2 separate regions of the Xenopus laevis genome follow, and region 2 is linked to region 1. A link is a contact called in public Hi-C data. All regions are on one chromosome and are shown on one strand. The core of a region is the stretch at or near the end of the contact, and the rest is flanking DNA. Distances in the headings are between cores, read along the strand shown. Region 1 overlaps LOC108698803 (RAC-alpha serine/threonine-protein kinase-like). Region 2 has its middle 13 kb from the start of cep170b.L.

Region 1 (6,707 bases), core at 2,644-5,143:
ATACACAAAATCCATGCATATCTTGTAAATTATATTATTATAAACAGTGACTAGTGATGTAGTCAGTTATAAACAGTTAGTAGTGATGTAATTTTTGTCACATGACTCACTAAAACTTTTGTATTATAATAAATAAAGTACCCCCGATGCAAATAACTGATGGGCTTGAGCCGCAACACTTGTTAAAGGAGAAGGAAATCTACCTAGGAAGTTTATTGCCAATAGATTAGCCACAATAGGGCAAGCTGTAACACTTTATTTATTTTGTAGAATGCTTTACCATACCTAAGTAAACAGCTCTAGAAACTCTGTTTGTTTATGATAGCAGCTACCATATTGGCTTGGTGTGACATCACTTCCTGCCGGAATCTCTCCCTGCTCACTCATAGCTATGGGCTCAGATTACAGCAGGGCTGGGAGGAGGGAGGGGGCTAAAGGGAGGGAGAGAGGAGCAAACTGAGCATACTCAAGCCCTAGCTTTGGAGGTTTAAGCTGAAACAGGAAGTCAGAGAAAGTCTATGTATATACAATAGAAGGAAAGAAATGTGGTGTTTCTTTTGACAGAGGACTCAGAGCAACATTACTTTGAGCATTTAATGGTGTATTTTTATATAGACCTTTCTAATAAAGCTTACTTAATTTTAGCCTTTCCGTCTCCTTTAATGTAAAAATTGCATATTACAATTATGATCAATAATGATGGGGTTCAAATAACTAAATTATACTTTGATGTATAATACTTTTGATATTTTAGAATGTTACTTAGGTGACACATGCTTATGGTAAGATACTGGATGCACTTCTTGTTCCCATGAATAGGAAGTGAAGAGTGCTAAGAATATGTGCTTTCCTTTGAACAATGGTTTAGTTCTGCCATAATAACATCAGTGGATGCTGAAACATTCTGTTCCGTAGAACAGCTATAGTTAAGAAAAATCCCTATGAATCATCTTGCTATACTTTGCATTTTTCTGTCTGGGGCCAGTGATGAAACTACAGGCATCTGGAAAGTGGGAAGGAGGTTGTACTCGAAAGTTACCATCACCCCAAACAAATGCATTCTGTGCCATCCTTTTAGCCACTGTTAATTATGTGAAGGTTGTTTATGACCACATTGTACCACTGAAGATAATTTACCAAGGCCACCAGAACCGTTTTGTGTCGTCATCGAGTTGCCCAGTCAGTTTGAGGCATGCATCTGTCATTCAATAATTGCTCTTATTGTTCCTGATCTTATTACTGCCCATATTTTGGCACAACCCCTGTTAATACAAGAGGCATAAAGGAAGGATTGAAAGAATACTGTAATGACCTTAAAGGAATTATGGCAGTGGAAGAAATATTAGCCTGGAGACCCTTATTTGGGAACTAAAGATAGCAATTTACTTTGATGGGGGGGGGGGTTTAAAAGTTTATAGCTTCAAACCTTGTGTTTGGCAAAACAGACAGCAACAACATTAAGGTGCTGGACACACTGGGCTATATGCCTTTCATTTAAAGGAATTGTAACACCAAAAAATTAAAGTGTTTTAAAGCAATGAAATTATCATGTAGTGTTGCCCTGCACTGGTAAAACTGATCCATTTGCTCCAGAAACACTACTGTAGTTCATAAGTTCATATAAACAAGCTGCTGTGCAGCATTGGTGTACATTTAAAAAAGCCTATATGGCACAGGTTAAATAGTGGATAACAGAAAACATTATGTTCTACAGAGCTTATCTGCTATCTGCTGTGTAACTTGAGTCTTTTCTCCTTTGAATGGCTGCCCCCATTGCTACACAGCAGCTTATTTATATAAATAATAGAATTTCTGATGCTTTTTCTTGGGACACATGCCTTTTATGGCACCAGCAGATCTCTACCCAATTTGGCCAGCAAATAGCTGGTTCTAGTCAGGCTGGTTTGATCATGTGGCTTCTGGTTCAATGATCAGATAAAAAAGGAGCCCCTTTGGGGAAGATGACATCCGTAGACCAGTATGGTCCTCAACCAAAGTGCATGTACTGAACTAAGGACAATGCTTTGCTGTGTTGACCTTGCTGCTGACAGTGTTCTGGATTTTTTCAGTTCAACGTGACGTCATTTCGGTACTTTGCGGATTTACTAATGGTCGTTGGGGTAACTTCTCTAGCAAAGGAGACAGACTCTAGCAGTACTTCACTCCCTAACGCCTGGCGAATTTGCATTCTGGCGAATGGACGTAACTATGCAAACTCAGATGTGGATTTTACTGAACGTTACCTCTTGCGCCAGACTTGCCTTCGCCACCTCAGACCAGGCAAAGTGCAATAGAGTAGATAGGAGTTCCTAAAAAAATAGTTGAAAATTTCCAAAAAAAAGTCCCAAAAAACGCTAGCGACTTTTTCTTTTTTTCAGGGTGATAGGCTGAAAAAGAGCGTAAATTCCCCCCTACATTTCCGAACATATGGCACATACACTGGGCTCATGTGTAGGGCAATATAACAACTTTATTCTATTAAGGTTTCCCAGGCTTGTGTAGTGTAATGTATTTGCTTGCAACATATACGTCCATTGAACTTCAAGTTCCCGCCGTATGCAAATTAGGCAACGCTACCGCATCTTCGATTCGCTTGGCACAGTAACGCTGGCGCAACTTCACCAGCGTTCAACGCCCTGGACGCCACTTCGGATTTTAGTGAATTAGTGTTGTCCTGGCGAAGTGTTGCACTGTGAGCGAAGCCGTCGCTGGCGAATTTTCAGAGGTTAGTGAATTTGCCCTCATGTGTGCACCTTTGGATACTCTGATCCCCCCAACCCCCCAAAACTTCTTTCAAAAGCATACAAGCAGGCTGGTCTGTTGTATGAATGTATTTAGGTTCTTAGACTGTAAGGGAACGATGAACAATCTCTGTAAAGTGCTGCACGAGTTGTATCCACACAATTTAATCTTCAGCTTGTCCAACCCTATGCCATGCAACATCTTTATCACCTTTCAAACACAATAGGGTAACTTCAATAGAGCCGGTTTTGTGATTATACGAATACGGAAGCAATGAGAGTGTCATTCTTTCTCCCTAATCAACTGGAGAAAAGTCCCACACTTTGTTACAGAGCTTTCTTTATTTGTGCTGTTTATAGAAAGTATAATGACTGTTTATGTTTCTAGTACAGTTTCTCAGCTCAGACTGGGTGCTTCTGAAAATGCAAAGTGTCCTCCAACAGTGTCAGATGCGGAGGGTGTGGCGGGGGCTCTCTAATAGTGTGCTGCTGCAACAAGCAAGGAGCAGTTGGTAAATAAAGATGGATATTCTTTTGTTCTGCGGGAGCTTGCTGCTCGTTATACTTCACTTACCCAGTGCGCTTCCCAGAGAGTGGCAGCTGTTTTTTGTGTAAGGCACTCTGTCAGGGCCAGACAGCTCCTGATTGTCGAAGGCATTGTTGGTTTGGGGATGGGGGGAGTGATGCATTCTTGTTAAATTCTCAGTAGGATTAACTTTTTCGTGTGCCAGGAGGGCAGCAGTGTCTCTCGAGCCCTGTACCCTGGAATAAACCAAGATGTATTCGTTCAGCTTTTACACGTGATGCCCAAATCATAAAAGGGTGTGTTGTTTGTGTACTGCAAATAGTTTCTGCCTCTGGCGTGCAAAAGTTAATCTGCCCTTGTTGAGATGGAGTACGCAGTTGCAGCAACAAACAAACTTTAGTAAATTCACCTTCTCCGTTCTGGTGCAAAAACATGAAACCGCCTTTGTTAGGGAGCTGGTGCCGTTTCTAAAGGCAGTTTTGTTCAAATGTATTTTTATGGGAACTTTATTCACACTGTAATCTGAAAATTGTAACAGAGGCAGAAAAGTGGAGACCTAAACAGGGTAAATGTGATACTCTAACAGGAAGGATCCTGAAAGATAACTGAAGTTAGAAAAAAAGGATCAAGTCTAACAAAGGCTGCCTTGTTCTGGGAGGTTTTCATCTCTGTAATCTCCATCGTGCTCATTGTGAAGCCTTTTCTCCTCAAAGCCTTCAGGGTATTTTCTTCCCTTAATGAATAGGAATCTTAAGTGATGATATGAAATCCGCCCCCAGTCCACCACGAGGTGCCCTTTGTTAGGTTTGGTTCTGTATTTCACTTATATGTATTTATCTTTAATTTCTTTCTTAAGATGAATTATGTTCTTTAAAAGGGTGAGTAAGGCATGTAGTAATCATTTCACATAGAAAAGTTTTTTGTTTTTTTTTGTCCTTATGTCCTTCAATAAATACGTTTTTTCCCCCCCCAAATCTTATTTTTCCCAGTGTATGTTGCTTAATGTCTAATGAAATTCAAAAGCTGCTCGAGAAATCCACGGGCCATGAGAATTTGTTTGGTTTTATTTAATTGAGATCATCTATAGAAGAAGATCTTTACTATTATGATATGGTTTGGTTTTTTTTTTTTTAGTAGTAATTCATTTTTCTTGCAGCAGAATATTGTTGCTTGGCTATTAAATCTGTTCCTCAGATTAGCAAATTGCCTATAGTTGTGCAAAGTACTTGCATTGCAAAATGTAAATGAAAAAGTTCTCCATATGTCACTGTGAAAAATGACAACGGCAAAAATAATACATTGGACATCTGTTCAAAGTCTTACATTTGCTATGCTTTTAAGGATCAGATGTTGCAAAGCCCAAAGTGTGTTATTTATCTCTGGGTATGACTTTCATGGATGGGGCCCATTCAAATGGCAAAACCTGGTTATTTAAATTAATTTACTTGAAATGATTCTTATAAATCCAAGTTTCCTGAGAAACAGTAAGGGTTTGCTTTCCATGTGTAATAGCCACCTGCAAAGAATTATTGGTCTTTCAGCATTTCGAAGGTGTGAAGCTTGCAGTCCCCCAGCTGTTAGAACCTTTGGTCCACAACATCTAGAAGGTTGGGAAATCTGTCACCTCAAGCTTTTGTTCAGTACCCATTACTCTTTAGTAAGCAGCCGGGAAGCTATTTATTAAACAGCAGCCATATTTGTCTTCTTTGGATATGTGTCCTCGCCCTATTTGTATGGCTATGGATAAACAGTGAATGCTTCAGTAATGGTCTGCTAAAATTACAGGCAATATATCAAGTGGTTGTGTTGTAAGTAGGAAATTTGGCCATATGGTGGTGGAAACTGATTGGATGTAAAGAACTGACTGCATGTATCACTACTATTAATGTAGAATTTTAAGGGGAAGCACACCTAATTGAATATTTTTAACACCTGGTGCTTTTGCAATATTAAAACTTGCTGAACCATTTTGGGTTTCTGCTTTCTCCGTTGCCATAGGCCCTGATCTACATCATTTTTTCTGGATATTTTGAATACAGCTGTGGAAAGGACTGACTTTTTTTTCTTTTAAATGAGTTTTCTCTAACTATGGCCTGTCGTTCATTGTAGAAAATATAATAATAAATATAATAATATGGAAATGAGGAGGCAACCTTTCTTGGGGGAGTAACAACATCAAAATATTTATAATTAGAGCTTCCTTTTTCCAGATTAACGGTATGGGCAAACAACTTGCACTCGTTTGGTATATCAGGTGTGTATCATGTAGTCGTTGAGGTGGAACGTGCCAGAACATCTGTTGCCAATAATAACATTTTTGCACAATTCAGTTGCTGCAGTTTGGAGCACTTAGAGGTGCAATGGTGAATGAATTATTTTCTACTCAAGATACAGAGATTCACTGTACTTTGCACCCTGTTCACCTTGCAGACCAGGGGCAACTGACATATTGGCATATGGTCCAAGTAAAGAAAAGTATGTTTAGGCACAAATATGGGAACTTAAAGGAACAGTGACACCAAAAACTGAAAGTAATTAAAATATAATGCTCTGTTGCTCTGCAGTGGTAAAACTGCTGTGTTTGCTTCAGAGAGACTACTATAGTTTATATAAACAAGCTGCTGTGTAGCCATGGGGGCAGCCATTCTAGCTACTGGGAAAAAAAGGAGAAAAGGTTATATAGCAGATAACAGATACACCACCATTGTATTAGACGGCTTATCTGGTATGTGCTGTACCCTGTGTCTTTTCTCCTTTTTTTCCAGCTAGAATGGCTTGGGTACACTACATGCCTCTCAGTTGGTCACAACTGATTTACACTGTGACAAAACAGTTGTTTTTTTGTTCAAATAATGTTCTTTCATGGTCATGCTTATCACTGAGATATTGCTCTGTCTGCTTTACAGGTGAATACATAAAGACCTGGCGCCCCCGCTACTTTCTCCTCAAAACTGACGGTACTTTCATTGGGTACAAAGAGCGTCCACAGGATGTTGACCAGTTGGAAACTCCTTTAAATAATTTCTCTGTAGCCAGTAAGTATTCCTGTGTTTCAATATTACGGGGACCACTGCTTCTATGGGTCAACTGAAGTTTGATTTTGATGTTATGTTATTCTAGAGAAATCCAATGTAACAACTAGTAACAGTTTAGTTATAGAGAAACTAGGAGACTCTGGAGGTAACTAGCTGCTCTCTGACTTACAAAAGTGCAGGATCTTTTCTTCCATCTTGAATTTCAAGTTTGGGCAACTACCGCTCTCCAGATGTTTTACTACAACTAGAAGCTCCAGCAACCCACAGGATGATGGCTGTTTGAAGAAAAGCAATTTTAAGTTGAACATCCCTTTATTAAATATGTCTTGAATGTTCAGTCTTTGCCAGTAACACTTAATTCCTTCCAACTTTTAAATAAATTAAAGGAACAGTAACAGCAAAAAA
Region 2 (6,707 bases), core at 2,921-5,420, 91 kb before region 1:
CTACGGGGGGAGGGAGCCACTTTAACTTAAAAGTACTTTCTCCAAAGCTGTTGTAGAAATATATTACTTCCACAATCACTGGTATGCATTGATTGCACTAGACATTGATCAGATAGCGATTGATCCTTAGCGATGAGCAAACTTTTTCACCACACGCGGATTAGTGGCGAAATTCTGAATTTCGTCATTGGCGGATTTTTTTTTTTTTTTTTTTTTTGCAAAACTGCAACAAAAATTGCAAAGAAAAATTTGGCCAAAAAAAATGGCAATTCACTTCACCATTTCGTGAATTTTTCAGCAGTTTTGCAAATTTTTTGGTGAAGTGAAACAGGGCAGATTTGCTCAATACTATTGTTCAAGTATTGAAAGGGTCTTTCTGGAATTTTAATTTTAGAGCTGGTTGGTGGATGTGTAAATTAGGAGTGTTTTGTTTATTGCCTTAATTGTTTTCCGTTCTTATTCAGATGCACTATTGCGTGCTAATTAGTTTTGTAGCACTTGAACTTATGGCAATGGTAAAAGGCTGTCCAACTTTTGGCCTCCTTAATGGTCATATTTTACTTCCAGCTCTTGTTTGCATGGAATGCTGGGCATCTTATTTTGATAACAGACAAGGGGTATTTTTTTACCAAGGGGGGCAGAAATACAAGAGCACTAAGGGGTGTAAGAGGGCACTGAGCACTGAATAAAAAATCTGTCCCTGAGAATGACATGCAAGGTAGGGGCATAACACTTTACCAACAGGATTTGGCTGGGCTGGAACCTCCCACTTATAAGTCCACAGCACCAACAGGAAAGTTATAGTTGTCCAATACTAGACACAGCTTGCGCATGACACTACAGCACATGGATAGTTAACCAGTTAAACAAATGTTCATCGCTAAAACGTGATCTTCACATTCAATTGTCCATTATCCAATTAGTGAATTGCAGCTTCCTGAATCATCCCCTCTGTGCAGGATCCCAAATCTGATATAGATGTAGAAGAACTACAAGGATGCGCACATTAGATAAAAACTTGATAGTGTAGTAAGTTAATACAATTTGTGTATATATAATAAGATGAGTGGAAAAAATAACCAATAAAATCCACTTAAAGGGTCTAGTGTACTTAGGTCGGACTGGGGGGCCCGGGACCCACCGGAGCTGTTGTCCAAGGCCCCCTAGTGCGCCGCCACACCGATGAGCGTGCATGGGCGTGAACATGCACTTTGTTTTTCACGTGGTTGCGGCAGGAAGCAGCCTGCAAATTGCGGATCTAGGCCGATGGGACCCACCGGGTTTTTTCCCGGTGTCCCGCCGGCCCAGTCCAACCCTAAGTGTACTTGTGTAATCTCTCCTTTACTTACAAAATATCCAATATAGGTACATCATGTTGAAAACCAGATGAATACAATTGAATTCATCTGGCTTTCTATGTGCTGTACCTATACAGGTATGGGACCTGTTATGCAGAATGCTCGGGACCTGGGGTTTTCCGTATAATGGATCTTTCCGTAATTTGGATCTTCATACCTTAACTCTACTAGAAAATCCTATAAACATGAAATAAACCCAATAGGCTGGTTTTGTCTCCAATAAGGATTAATTATATCTTAGTTGGGATCAAGTACAAGGTACTGTTTTATTATTACAGAAAAAAAGGAAATCAGTTTTATCAGTTGGATTATTTAGATACAATGGAGTCTATGGGAGACAGACTTTCTGTAATTCAAAGCTTTTTGGATAACGGGTTTCCAGATAACGGATCCCATACCTGTATTGGATATTTTGTAAGTAGCCAATTTTTAGTGTTTTATTCATTCATTAAAATTTGCTACACTATACATGTTTTATGTCCAACCTGTGGCACACTGGAACAACATTTTTTCACTGCTGGGGCATTTGTATTTCTGCTGCAGCACCATATGCACCTTTATTCCTTTCCATTTGGCATTATACTGGTCTATATCCGATGAGTAGGCTGACTCAGAGATTACACAATTGCACTAGTCACTTTAAGTGGATGTTATTGGTTATTTTTACACATCCTTTTGTATATACACAAATTTACATATATACAAATATACATATTTACAAATATACAACTTACCGCACTATATAGTTTTTATCTAATGTGTGCTTCCTTTCAGTTCTACTACATCTATACTAAACATGGATAGTTAAGTTGGAATATAAAAATTTGTCCCCATCTTTTAATAACGTTTACATTTAAAAAATGTAAAACCTTTGAAAATCTTTAATGAATGTACTTCATGTATTTACATGAACATAAGAATGTATTTTCTTTCATTCTGCATTTTAATGGAGATCCTTTTCACGTACCTACTTGTAGTTATACTAAACAGGCAGCAGATGGCACTCTTGTTTTTTTATACAGTTGCCTGTGACATTTATATTTAATTTAGTGCACTCAGAAGAGACATATTGACTACTATATTGTTACACTATAATATGTACTACATATAGTAAAACAGCTGTAATATTGAAATAAGGACCAGTGTCCAAAGTATTTGTTTTGAATGTGGATATACATGTAAATATAATAAAAAATATATTAAAATGAATACATTCACATTGTATTACAGCTATTTTTGTTGTTTTATTTGAACTGAAGGAATCATAAATGGTCATTGCATTTTAAATACTTAACAAAGGAATACTTACAGTGTAACCTATTGTTATTATCATTTATTGTAAATGCCAATTTTAGAATACAGCTATATATATTGTATAGCAATTCCAATATGAAGAGTTTTATATTTCAACAATACATTTAATTAAGATGTTAACACTGGCCTTCATGTTTTCCTTTTTTTTATAGTTTTTGAATAATTTGCCTAGTTCTTCTGGCTCTTCTGTTGACTTCTTCTGAAAAAAGACATACATCCATCAAGTTCAACCTTTTAAGTCTGTATATAACCTGCCCAACTGCTAGTTGATCCAGAGAAAGGCAAAACATCCTATTTGAAGTCTCTCCAATTTGCCTCAAAGGGGGAAAAAATTATTTTCTGACTCCAAGATCGGACTAGTCCCTGGATCAACTTGTACTATGAGCTATCTTCCATAATAACCCTGTATTCCATCACTTGCTAAAAAGCCATCCAACCCCTTCTTAAAGCTATCTAATGTATCAGCCTGTACAACATCTTCACAGCTCTCGGTGTAAAAAACCCCTTCCGAATATTTCGACGTAACCTTCTTTTCTTCTAATCAGAACTGTGTTGGACTGGCCCACCGGGATACCAGGAAAACTCCTGGTGGGCCGAGGTGTCAGGGGGCCCTTGTGCTGCTACAGATTTGGCCTATTTCATGGCCATTCCCTATTTCTTTGAAAACAAATATGCTAAATAGATGGAATAATAGATTACAGTATGTAAAGAATAGAGATTAGGAGAATAGAGGTTGAGTGAGGAGAAGAAGAATATTAGTACTGAAAGTGGGCCCCTGGTCTAAGGTTTTTGGGTAGGCCCCTGGTGTCCCAGTCCGACACTGAATCAGAATGGGTGACATTGTGTCAGCTGGAAAGACCTACTGGTAAATAAAGCATTAGAGAGATTATTATATGATCCCCTTATATATTTATACATAGTTATCATATCACTCCCCTTTAAGCGCCTCTTCCCCAGTGTGAACAACCCCAACTTGGCCAGTCTTTCCTCATAGCTTAGATATTCCATACCTTTTACCACCCTTCTGTGGAACCTCTCTAATTCAATAATATCCCATTTGAGAGACAAAACTGCATGGCATTTTCTAGATGTATATATAGTTTCATAATCAAAATATAAAACAATTTGAGTGTACTGCCTAGTGGGAAGCCCAACTGTTATTGTTATGGTTATTTGAGGTCAATGTCAATGCGACCCCCCTTTTCCTTTCCTATTTCTGCACCCCTTACTAAGATAATATTAAAATAAAGAATATACTAAAATGTCTGCTCCACTACTGAGTATTTAAGGGCAGTACATGTTATTAACTGCTCCAAAGAAGTAGATTGATGTACTGGAGAACCCAAGACGGTAACTGGTGTGGGAAAGGCTGCATAGGGCTGCTATTCATAGCAAGTAGTAGAGCAGCCCTTTAGTTGTTATCCTTGTGGGGACAGTGCAAGCACAGAGGCCAGGATACTCTAACATTATCTGTAACATAAGCCAGAACAGAAGAGGAGCTTTATCTGTAACCTCTCTGCCAGCAATCAACCAAAAGTACAGGAGATGCCACTCTCTATAGGGGATAAGATGCTGAGCTTTACCAGTCCTGACATACCCAGTCTAGTCTATAGCACATAATATGGTAATCATTTTCCCTTGTATCCCAGCCACAAAGCTTCTACAAGGTGCTGAATTATTTGTGCATTGTGCCCTTTTCATAGTGCTCTATGTAACTGGGATAGACAATAACATGTTGTGCAAATTGCCTGACCTAGTGGCACAGTTCTAATAGGCAAGGGAAAGTTGTGCTCACCACTAATTTTTAAAACCATTGCAATGAGGCTGTGTATTTGACTACAGTTCTAATAGGGACAGCCCTCTCAGAACCTTGGGATGGACTCTGGAAATGCTTTTAATTAAAGTACTGGAATCTATGGACAATGTCTGGCATAAGGCAAACAATATGGTTGTTTCTGGTAAGATATCTATTTAAATACATAGATTTGTTCTGTTTACCTTTGAATGTATATTGTCGTGAATCCTGTTTAAAAGGAAATAACCCCCAAAATATCCTGTACTTACAATGACAGTGGTTGTTTCTTTTATGTATTTCAGCTGCACTGGCTCTATTTCCATTGCATTTCGACATGCCCTGCAATAATGGGGAAATGTAAAATACTTTTCAACAACAAATATTTAACCTTTTTGCCTCAGGAATAATTGCACCAGCACAAATACCGGTTTTGTAGACATACCTTGCATATGGCTATACCTTGCCTAGCAAGATAAGGCAGTCACATCTGTTCTGCAGAAGGGCTACAAAGCAGAACAATTGCAAATATATGTGCTTTCTATAAATATTATGAGACCATTTTGGACACTCCAGGGATTTGTATATAATTGCTTCTATATATTTACAGTAGATGCCACATAATTCTCCAGGTCTTAATGTAACAAAAGGATCACAGAGATATTGGATCCATGTGTGAAGTTGAAACCATGTGCCATCAACACTTTCCTATTCAATTCACCAAAGCACCAAACTGCACCAATGTTGTTCTTCTTCTGGATAACAAACAAACGTTGTTAAATATTGCTTCAGTAAGTTAACTATAAACATGTATGGAAGGTATTATGATTTAAATGTGACATTGGTGGACTATATGAACCACAATGGAATAACTTTGGTAAGTAAATGAACTGGAGTTGCATGGGGTCTTGAACTATAAAGTGTCAAAGTTAACCCAAAAAAGTGGTAAAAGTTAACAGATTTGACCTATTTATAAAATAACTACTCCGACAAACACATATCTTTCCCATATTACTTTGATGCATGTTCTACTTAATGCAGCTTTATGCATCGGGTAACAGTAATGGCGATTAAATGACTTTCATTGTTTCATTACTTTCAATGAAGAACTATTTAGCAAAGTGAAAGAACTATTAGTCATTGATATTTCAATAAACAATGATATATCTGGTTGCAGCTGTTGAAATCCCGTTGGAATAATGTGATTTTAATTACAATTGACTAATTTGACTATATATCCATTATTATTATTTTTTTAAGTACCCTGACTTCTGGGGGACAAAAATGAATGAAGGTTTCTAAATAATCAAGAGATCAAGACCTGAAATTTGTAGATTCTAGCAAAGGCCAGAAGGGCTGCTGTAAGTTTCCATAGACAGTCAATAGTTATTGGGTCCATGGGGGGGTGCTGTTTCTAAATCTGCTGTGCTGGGTATAGGATATGCTATCCAGAAACCTTTTATTCAGAAAGCTCAAACTTACAGGAAGGCTATATCCCATATACTCCATTTCAATCAAATAATTCAAATTATATTTTTAAATTAATTTATTCTTTGTAATAATACCACAGTACAGGTATGGGACCTGTTATCCAGAATGCTCGGGACCTGTGGCTTTCTGGATAACGGATCTTTACATGATTTGAATCCTCATACCAAGTCTACTAGAAAATCATGTAAATATTAAATAAACCCACTAGGCTGGTTCTGCTTCCAATAAGGATTGATGTTATCTTAGTTTGGATCATGTACAAGGTACTGTTTTATTTTTATAGAGAAAAAGGAAAACATTTTAAAAATGTTGGATTATTTGGATAAAATGGGATATATGGGGGTCTATGGAATACAGCCTTTCTGTAATTCGGAGCATTCTGGATAACGAATCCAATACCTTTATTTTTTACTTTGATCCTAAGATATGGGGGCCGATTCACTAAGGGTCGAATATCGAGGGTTAATTTACCCTCGATATTCGACTAGGAACTAAAATCCTTCGACTTCGAATATCGAAGTCGAAGGATTTAACGCAGATAGTACGATCGAACGATTATTCCTTAGATCGAACGATTAGATCCTTCGAATCGAACGATTCGAAGGATTTAAATCCAACGATCAAAGGAATATCCTTCGATCAAAAAAAGTTAGCCAAGCCTATGGGGACCTTCCCCATAGGCTAACATTGACTTCGGTAGCTTTTAGATGCCGAACTAGGGGGTCGAAGTTTTTTTTAAAGAGACAGTACTT

Evidence for each region. Hi-C and Micro-C count contacts between places; a contact is called where the count stands out from the background.
Region 2: a contact with region 1 is called in a Hi-C map of the XL177 cell line, with 2.6 times the contacts expected there. The contact joins two enhancer-like sites. A contact is called at or near these places in 2 of 4 Hi-C or Micro-C datasets (the XL177 cell line and the XTC cell line).

Annotation. Positions count from the first base shown.
Region 1 is chr8L:90,998,482-91,005,188 of Xenopus_laevis_v10.1, reverse strand. It overlaps LOC108698803 (RAC-alpha serine/threonine-protein kinase-like), which reads left to right. Exons shown (of 14, transcript XM_018230617.2): 3 at 6,174-6,302. Among protein-coding and RNA genes, the nearest start is that of LOC108698804, 48 kb to the left of the region's middle. Within about 2 kb of position 3,893, at least 3 of the 7 cell types and tissues checked have an H3K27ac peak or open chromatin away from gene starts, as enhancers often do.
Region 2 is chr8L:91,089,269-91,095,975 of Xenopus_laevis_v10.1, reverse strand. No RefSeq gene overlaps it. Among protein-coding and RNA genes, the nearest start is that of cep170b.L, 13 kb to the left of the region's middle. Within about 2 kb of position 4,170, at least 1 of the 7 cell types and tissues checked has an H3K27ac peak or open chromatin away from gene starts, as enhancers often do.